3 separate regions of the Rattus norvegicus genome follow, and regions 2 and 3 are each linked to region 1. The links are chromatin contacts, called in public Hi-C maps. All regions are on one chromosome and are shown on one strand. The core of a region is the stretch at or near the end of the contact, and the rest is flanking DNA. Distances in the headings are between cores, read along the strand shown.

Evidence for each region. A called contact is a pair of places that touch in the nucleus more often than the background predicts.
Region 2: a Hi-C map of the A7r5 cell line shows a contact between it and region 1, with 5 times the contacts expected there. The contact joins two enhancer-like sites. A contact is called at or near these places in 12 of 12 Hi-C or Micro-C datasets (the A7r5 cell line, the Rat2 cell line, Schwann cells and 7 more) and 1 of 1 datasets of contacts at active chromatin or transcription factors (oligodendrocytes).
Region 3: a Hi-C map of Schwann cells shows a contact between it and region 1, with 10 times the contacts expected there. The contact joins two enhancer-like sites. A contact is called at or near these places in 9 of 12 Hi-C or Micro-C datasets (the A7r5 cell line, the Rat2 cell line, Schwann cells and 5 more).

What each region holds. Positions count from the first base shown.
Region 1 is chr3:84,822,983-84,825,965 of GRCr8, reverse strand. All of the region lies in intron 2 of LOC102553121 (a long non-coding RNA gene), which reads right to left. Among named protein-coding and RNA genes, the nearest start is that of Neurod1, 54 kb to the right of the region's middle. Within about 2 kb of position 1,430, at least 11 of the 93 cell types and tissues checked have an H3K27ac peak or open chromatin away from gene starts, as enhancers often do. A contact at or near this core is called in the A7r5 cell line and Schwann cells, where this site is marked.
Region 2 is chr3:85,072,703-85,075,685 of GRCr8, reverse strand. Ppp1r1c (protein phosphatase 1, regulatory (inhibitor) subunit 1C) reads right to left here. Exons shown (of 5, transcript NM_001109200.2): 4 at 2,299-2,359. Among named protein-coding and RNA genes, the nearest start is that of Ppp1r1c, 51 kb to the right of the region's middle. Within about 2 kb of position 1,600, at least 11 of the 93 cell types and tissues checked have an H3K27ac peak or open chromatin away from gene starts, as enhancers often do. A contact at or near this core is called in the A7r5 cell line and Schwann cells, where this site is marked.
Region 3 is chr3:84,960,261-84,963,243 of GRCr8, reverse strand. Itprid2 (ITPR interacting domain containing 2) reads right to left here. Exons shown (of 18, transcript NM_001107738.1): 10 at 345-433. Among named protein-coding and RNA genes, the nearest start is that of Itprid2, 18 kb to the right of the region's middle. Within about 2 kb of position 1,478, at least 32 of the 93 cell types and tissues checked have an H3K27ac peak or open chromatin away from gene starts, as enhancers often do. A contact at or near this core is called in Schwann cells, where this site is marked.

The sequences.
Region 1 (2,983 bases), core at 181-2,680:
CCACTCATGGAGCCTATACTCTGAGTTCAGTTCCTTTGTGTCTCCTGTGAGATAAAATGTACCAGTGAGGAGCCATGCCCTAAGGCAGCAATGTCTGCTACCTCACTCCCATCACTGTACCTGTTCCCTGTCACTACCTTACTTTCTTTATAGCAACTTAACAATCCTTTAGAGCACGTATCTGTCTACAATGTAAACTGCACACACACAAAAAAAGACTTCTTGTTCACTGCTGTCTTGTCAGGGTGTGAGATGCTACCTGGTATACAGCATATATTCAATTTTAACAAGTAAATGCTGCCACAGTGTACAATATTCAGAAGCAATATGAACAAGACTGTCCCACATGTGATCAACCTGCCATTACAAAATAATAGGGAGAGGGTAAATTATTCATCAAAGACATTGTTTCCTTTAGAGGAGTCCCCCTCTCTTCAATCTGCCTATCAATGAAAGATTTATTCTAATATATCTCCCTATAGTTGTTCTTAGACTATCAAGAAGATGCATTGTAGAAAAGAAATTATCATCCTGATAAATTTTTAAAAAAGATTTCTTGTAGAAAAGAGATTATTATCCCGATAAACTTAAAAAAAAAAAAAACAACAACAACCAAAAACCCAATTTCTTCTTTGCATCATACCAAGAAATCAACTCCAAGTGGATTAAAGCCTTAAAGATGAAAATTTAATCTTAAGATAAAGATAATCTTTAGTCCTTCAGATAAAGAGAGCTTTCTTAAGACAAGAAAGAAATAACACACATCACGAAGGAGTGGTGGATACAACAAAATGGCAAGGGTCTCATGGGAGCTGAGAAAGAAGCCCAGTAGTGGAGTCCCGACTGGCTCTCATGTCAGCCTGGATTGGATCCTGAGTACCACAAGGGAAAATGAAAAGCAAAGCCAAAAATGTGCTCATTCACAATATATGCCACAAAAGAGGGAGAAACAGTAGCACACTGGCAAAAGCTACAACTGTGGAACAGAGGGTTAGAACCTAGCACATCTATGGAAAATCTTTAAATCAAGAAAAAAGACAAGTAACCAACAGGAAAGTGTGTGTCTCTGTGTGTGTGTGGTGGTGGTGGGTGGGAGTTAAGTAGCCTCACTGGAGATCAAAAACATGCAATTTAAGCCACAATTAAATACCGTTTTTGTTCTTCAGTTTTGGCAAGACTTTTAAAGGTTGGGAAATGGGAAGTGCTGGCAGGGTTGAGCAGTCACGCTCTCACCCTCTGCCTGCAGCGGGGTGATTGTAAAGTGGCTATGGAACAACCGCCCTTGGCCACAGCAATTCGTTCTTAGGTAGAGATTCTGGAATGGCTGCAGCGAATGTGCATCTGGAGACATGTACAAGGTTAGAGGAGCTTTGCCCACACCAGTGACGTGCTGGAAAGATGCCGATGTGCATCAGTCATGCAGTAGATGCGTAAATCTCACCAGATATACCAATGTCTCGGCGCAGAGATGACTCACAGGGCACGAGTCCACGCAGAGGAACCTAGAGATGCCATGGGGAGGAGGGAAGCCAATCACAGAGAACAGCATGTGAAACCACTTATGTGCAGTTCAGATCCAGGCAAATCTGAACTGTAATTTCTCTAGAGATGCAGAGAAGCAATCAGGGAAGGCAACGGACTGTTGAAAGCAAATGAATGAAAGAACTCAGCAGTTAATCTCATTGTTTCCCCTGGCTATGGGAGTTCTTGTGCCATAGGGACAACTTTTACATTTATTTGTGGCTGAGAGCCAACCAACCCTTTTGTGTGTGAACACTTAAAAAAAATCAAAGTTCACATTCTCTTCTTGGGTAGTAGAAATTCCCACTCTCATAACAAATACGTACAAACAATAATGACAAGTTTCAAAGTGTGATTAATTTAAAAAGTGATTTAGTTTCCTTTCTTTTGCAATCGGCAAGGCCTCTTCCACAGTGTGGCAAATGCTGCACTCATTCCTTACAACTAAACTTTCCAACTAGGGTAGGAGTTGTTCCTTCTAGTTGTGTTGACTCAATCAATTCATGGTCCTGTTGTTTAGAGTTCAAAATTACTTCTCTCCCCCTCAATGTTGTAATTGTGTAACATTTGCTCATAAAGGAAATTGATGTGATCATGTCTGGCTTAGCAGGAAATTAAGCAGATAAGTAGTTAGACCATTCATTCTACTCAAGCTTTAGTGGAACAGGCACTCAGTACTGTCTGCTGTGTCCTCATTCACTCTATTGTCTATAGGTTCTGGATTTCACATTAATACCTTCTAATTAAAGAGAGCATTTCACTATGGAACCCGGGCTGACCTCAAGGTCTCCATCCACCTGCCTCAAATCTCGCAAATGCTGGAATTATTTAATGTAACTATCATAAATTATGTTCCTATCTTCAAATATTTAAGACACTAAAATAATTGTTACAGCACTTTAATAATAAAAACATGTTTTACAAAGTTTGGAATAGAAACTTGAAAGCTTTCACTGAGTTGATGATACTAAATAACTATAGCCAGGAGCTTTCAAATGGTAACAATAATAACCAAAAGCATAAACTGTATGTATTCAGAACTACAAACCTGTAGTCACAGGATAAACTCATAGTCATCATAGAAAGATACATCTTCTTTCCTGTCTTTAACTCAGTAAAGTCATTATTGAAACTGTAACATCCAGGGCTTACAACGCTTCTGCCTTAAGTTGTGTAACAGTGTAGTTGGGTCATTCATACCTCAGTGGATATTAATATAAATGTACATCACTATTCTAACCTGTTGTGTCCTCTACCTTAGTGTGTACTTACTATGTGCGAGCTTGGGGAATTGAGAGTGTTACTCTGGTTGTACCCCAAAGATTTTCCAAGGTCTTTGAGGAGCAAAATCATAAAATAGTGTGAACTCCCAACAAGTTGGATTCACTTTCTGTTTGTACTGCCTGGCTGTGAGGTTATAATAAGGAATTTTATTTTTCTGAATCTCTGTTTCCTTACTCAT
Region 2 (2,983 bases), core at 351-2,850, 250 kb before region 1:
CCAACTCTGCTGGACCCAACCCTGCTTCCTTACCTACCCAACTCTTCTCCTTGACCCATGTAGAACAATTATCTGAACAGCTAGGGACAGTTTACCAAGATCGAGAAAACCAGAGAAGAGTTTTATAGGTTTGGTTCGGACATATTAAGTTTATAAAGGCCCATAGCATCCGAGTGAAGAAATTTAGTAGTTAGTGGCCAACTGGAGATCTTGGGGGTCATCAACACCGCCCTCCAGACACTGTGCCTGGTCAAACAGCATTCTAGGCTCTGCTTCATGTCTTGCCCTTTTGCATTTTCCCCTGACACAAACAGGACACAGCAGTATGCTTTTTCTAAGCCTACTGTCTATACTACAGTAATTTCAAAAGAAAGGAAAAATGAAAATACTCCGTAGGTTAGTGGGAGGCAGGAGTAGGGTGAAGTTCATTCCTTTCTACCTTGTCTCCTTACCCTGTAACTCCTCAAACAAAAGAAGCTAGGCTCTGCCTTCTTTGTTTTTCTAGCCAGTTAGTCACTGGCTCCTTCAGGAAGCTGTAGACTTTCCCTCACTGTAGACCGCCTCAGGACACATTTTGTTTTGTTTTGTTTTTCTTCGCTCATGTTGATTGTCCCTGTTGGTGCTTTGCACTCTCAGCAAACCAGTCGACACTCACTGCAACATTCCACTGCAGTCTGAAGAACCTTCATTTGGGGCAGTCGTATTAACATGTTTAGCGTCTCAATAACACTCTCTTTGTCCAGCCATCTTTAACATGCTTAAATCTCCTCATTGTGCTCACAAGAGGCCATATGTTACCATTGGTTAAACTGGTTTCCAGGAACAGATACTAGACTGAGAAAATCATTCCGATTTGGTTTTTACTTTTATCGTACGCTGAAAAGTGACATAGACATTCCCTAACTGATTCGTGTCGATACCTGAGGCCTCCTTGAACAAATGCCTACACTCCCTTAAGGCCGGAACTCATTGCTGCAGATGCTGAACCATCTCTCGACCCTGCAGGATGGAGTTATACTAAAAGATGCTTCGATAGAAGCAGCTTCTCTGAGTGCTAGAGTCCCACATTCTTAGGATATCTGAGAGCTAAAAATAACGAGCACCGTGGCCCCTTAGGCCTTTGAGTTTAAGATTTTCCTTTCAAAATAATATAGTTATTCTCTGAGGACACCAGGACAGTACTACTTTATTTAGCTTAAGCTAACCCAAAATAGAACAGAGGAAATAATTGAGCCACTGCACATCTTCATTGTCGTCTTTTCATGCCCAAACTGATGCGTCTTGAGAAATCCTAATCACTCACGACGAAGAACTATAAACCCTACACTGATCTTTAGACAGTGATACCAGGAACTTAACAATCGTCTTGGGATAAACTACAACGCAGACGAAAGCATCATTTACTCTTCTTTCTACACACGCAGCCTTTTATGACTGCACAGGACAGAAGTTTACTGAAAGTAGCTATGGATCCATTTGTATCCCACCTCCCTGCAAAAAGGAATAAAAAGTGGAAGCGCTAGCTCCGGTTTAGACCTCTAAGCTTCCCCACTGGCTTCTTCCACACTGAGTCAGAGCTGGAGGGCAGCGTGACGGACCCTGCGCCAACAGCCAGGCAGCCAAACTGGAATGGGGGGTGCTGGCCTGAACAGCAGTCGCTGCCTTGTGTCAGGAACATTTTTGTGTGAAAAAGAAAAGGAGCCTTTCCTGGAACTAGTATTTGTCAAAATCCTGATACACTTAAATGTTACTTGGCAGTTCTAATTTTGAGGAGAAGTTCTGGGGCGATGCCAGCCTCTGAGCCAGCATTCTCTGATGTGATCTGGGCAGCTGCTAGAAGTACAGCAAACTGGTGCTCGACTGGGTTCAGTAGATCTGCTTCTGACTTGAAGCAGCGAGACATGCTTGACACGACATCTCCACCTAGCCCAACTCTTCTGCTTTCCTTAACTTAAGGGGGAAAACAAACTAGTAATCATGTGCCAATCAACAAGAACAATCAGAGGTTTGGGAAGAATTCTTTCAAAGGAAAAATATAAATAAAGATAAAAGAAAAAGTCGTTATTTTGAAAATTGATTTCTTTCCTCCCATTCTAAGGTTCTGAAACTCTGAAGTTACCAATTCTTCAGCCGCCTATTTCACCCACAACGAAACGGAGCTTCAGAGAGGTAAAATCTTCCCCACCTCCACCCTGTTGCTAGAAGCACAGCTGAGACAAGCATACATGATCAGCAGACAAATGGCCTGCCAGTCCTGACAGCCATTGCTCAGAACACCCGAGTGATACCTAGCAGTACCTTTCATAGCCGGTGGCGTGTACACACTCTGCTTCCTTTGCTTAGGGGATGCATTCTGGGACTGTGGACAAGGAAATGGAAAGCATTAGACATGCATTACAAGTACAATGCTGTCAGACCTGTGAAGCAGACAAAACTGCACTGAATCTCAAAGGGCTTTGTGAGGTCTCCCTGTCGAGACGTAGTGCTGTAGCTGTAATCACTTATGGACACGCTCAGTGACGTCACAGACCTCTACGCTACATGAACCAAAGGGAGTCTTCCATCATAAAATTCACATGTATGGTGATTTCTAATTCTTTTAAACATTTCATTATTAACATTAGTTTCACAGTGTACGTGGTTTTATTACACCCATTTGTTTGCTGTGTGTATACTTGTGGGTGTACACATCTCATGGTGCGTGTGTGTAGGTCGGAGGACAATTTGTAGGGTTGCTTGTTTCCTTCTGCAATGGAGGTCCTGGAGATCAAAGTTGAGGTGTCAGACTTGGTGGCAAGTGCCTTAACCTATTAAGCCAAATTGCTTGACTCCAGATTAGTTTATTTAAAGAAAATAAAAGGATATTAATTAAATTGTAAAAATTATATGAGTTCTGATACAAGGTTATTTCAAAAATATGTCAGTGATATGTATATATGACATATATAATGTATACATATATGCACATGTTATCTGCCTCTAT
Region 3 (2,983 bases), core at 229-2,728, 140 kb before region 1:
ATAGAACTAGCGGGAATATGAGTTTTAAACTAAACAAAATTTATTATTAAATACTGGAATATAATAACTATAAGCAAATAAGAAAAACACCAGACCAAGCAGTTTAAAACCAAACCAATTTAGTCACTAGTAATATGAAACTAAGAATTAATTTTTTTATATCCAGAGATCATGAATAAGTAAAACCTGAAACTTATAGTCAAATATGTAGCCAAGAGCTACATTTCAGACATTTTATTCCTATTTCCATTTGACAGACAACCTTACAATACAACACATGGACAGACGACTGCCTTAAAACAAAGTCAATGGAAGTGTCTATTAATGAACACAGGAAACTGTACCTGAAGGTGATTGAGGGAGAGGCAGTCTGTGGAATCCTCAGCAAACCCGCTGCTATCAGAATGCTGACTTGCAGTTCGCAACAGATGATCTGTCAGTAGAAACACTATTAAACACATAGGCCTGCAATGGCGGGCAGTGACATCATCATAGATACGATCCCCAACAAAGCAGAACAAATTACTATGGAAAATTGCAGCTTCAAAGGACAGCCAGTAACTCAAGTTCAAATAAAAGCTGAATCGGGTTTTCTATCAGAAACTCTCAGCATTCATTTGCTAAGTAAGCTCTAGTGGCAAAATACTTGATAAATCCAATTACCACAGATGTAAACTGGATAAAATAAAAATAAACAATTTACAAGTTATATAAATCTACAAAAATGGTTAGGAAGTGAAATAATAAGTTTATATGCAGAATCCAATAAAACTTTCTGCATCTTACTAGTTTCAAAGAAAGAAAGGGCTATAAACTAAATCATTTGAAATATAAGGATATTCAAATATCTCTAGTGTTTCTTATGATAACAATTGTTTGTGTTGGGAAATAATTTTTTCATAACAATTAAACAGAAGTAGAAGATTCAATTAATATATAACACTGCTAATTTTGCAAAGACATGTTTAGCATTAAATATGTTCTAATTTCTAAATATATACAATGTTCTTTTATGAAAGATACTAACTATATAAATAAATATATGTGTGCAGTAAGCAAGATGGCATTCTATCTACATTACACTCACCACAGGAGGGGACTTTATGCCTCGTGCATTTGCGAGGCAGGCTGAATGCAGTGTTTATCAAATCATCTGAACCAGATAATATGACTAATAAAATCCACTTGGGTTTAAAAACATCCTACTGGAGTTTAAAGATTCAAGAAATAGTGATTACATCCCTTTCGAAAACTGAGAAAGGTCCCCAGCAGTGTTACGATGTTAGTCGGCTGCATAATGAGTTAAAGACATGTTCTATCTCCTCACTCAACCTGGACCTGCTGGAACAACTATGGAAGTGGACTGTGACAAACTGTTCCCAGCAGTTCTGACTGGGCACTACAGTCCTTCAAAACAGACTGGCCCTCTAGTCAGAGTAGCTGCCACTGTTCTTGTGTGTCACGGCTCTGTCTTGTTCTGTTTATAACTAGACTTTGAGCCCATGAAGACAGGAACTTTACTTATTCTTAATGTTCTGGTATGTAGAACAACATGGCAATGTTTGCTTAATGACTCAGTGGTAACTCACAACAATTAAGCAGTTACATAAATGATCTAGAAATTAAAGGGCATATTTGGTGGGGTAAAGGGAATTTCTATGAAGTACAGAGAAGACAGGGTCAGTTTCTTCAAAGATCTGCTGAATGTGCAGCAGAATAAGGTCTGGACCGGTTCTCCTCACAGCTGAGCATATGTGTACTACAGTTTGGTTGGCAATGCAGACTGAGCAGGCTTCAGAGTGGGCGTGGGGAAGGGAGCGGCACACAGAGCTTAAGCTTCTTCTTTGCTTCATGGTGTAAGGCAGTACTGCGTCTCTCTGCAGACAGGGATTACAGCCCTCCACTGCAGAGCACTGCTTCAGGAGAAGGTAGGAAAGTACTCTTGGACCTAAAACCACACAGCATTGCTTTGTTCGTCTACAAAGCTAGGAGCCTGGCAAGTGGAGCTGGAGCTTGAGGCCAGCCTGAACCAAAGAGAAAGGCTTTGCCTAAATATAAGCCAATCTAGGGTCTTTGGGCAGATATTTCGTTCCCTGCATAGTTCTCTTGGGCTAAAGAGATGACTCAGCAAGTAAGAGCATTTGTTTTTGCACAGAACCTGGGTTCAATTCCTAGCACCCATATGGTGATTCATAAACAACTGTTAACTCTGGTTCCAGGTTACAAGACCAGGCACACCAGCGGTGCACACACATATGTGCAAGCAAAACAAGTAAGAAGGCAAAAACATCCATAAAGTACTTATTGATAAAGTAAGTTTTATAAAATGAAACCGCAGTTCTTTACTAGAAAAATTTAGACCTAAGGATTAATACTCAGTTTTGAAGACACTGAAAATTACCTTAATTTAAAAGTTACGCAAAATATTTAAATATGAAACAAAACAAAATACAGAAACCATCTGTTTAGTATCAAAATCAGTATATTCTCTTCCAGATTTTCGTGAAAAAAATAGTTATCTTCATAAAAAGGCCAGTGTGGGACTTCTGGAATCTGAGGCTGCTCAGTGAACACCAGGCTGGGACATGAGCCGAGCTACGGAACCTCTCTCTCAGTTCAAGAACGAGTCCCTGCACCCGAGACTACAGGCGTGTGCTTGCAGAGTCCGACTAGTGAAGCCACGCCTTGCTTCTACTGTGCTTGGAAATGAGTAGTGATTCTAACTATGAAGTTATGACTAGTCTGTGACGTACCACATTACCCATTACCACGACTCCATAGACTGCCTTCCAAATGGACCAAATGTCACTGTTTCCTGTAACCCTTTATCACAACTACACATACAAAACTCTTTTACTGTAACTTTAGAAAAGATCTATTGACAAATATGCAAATGGTTTTGTTTATGGCATCATAAACAAGAACAAGAGACTGAAGACTGGGAACCAGGAGGAACTCCAGTTTGAATGGCCACTAAATAGAT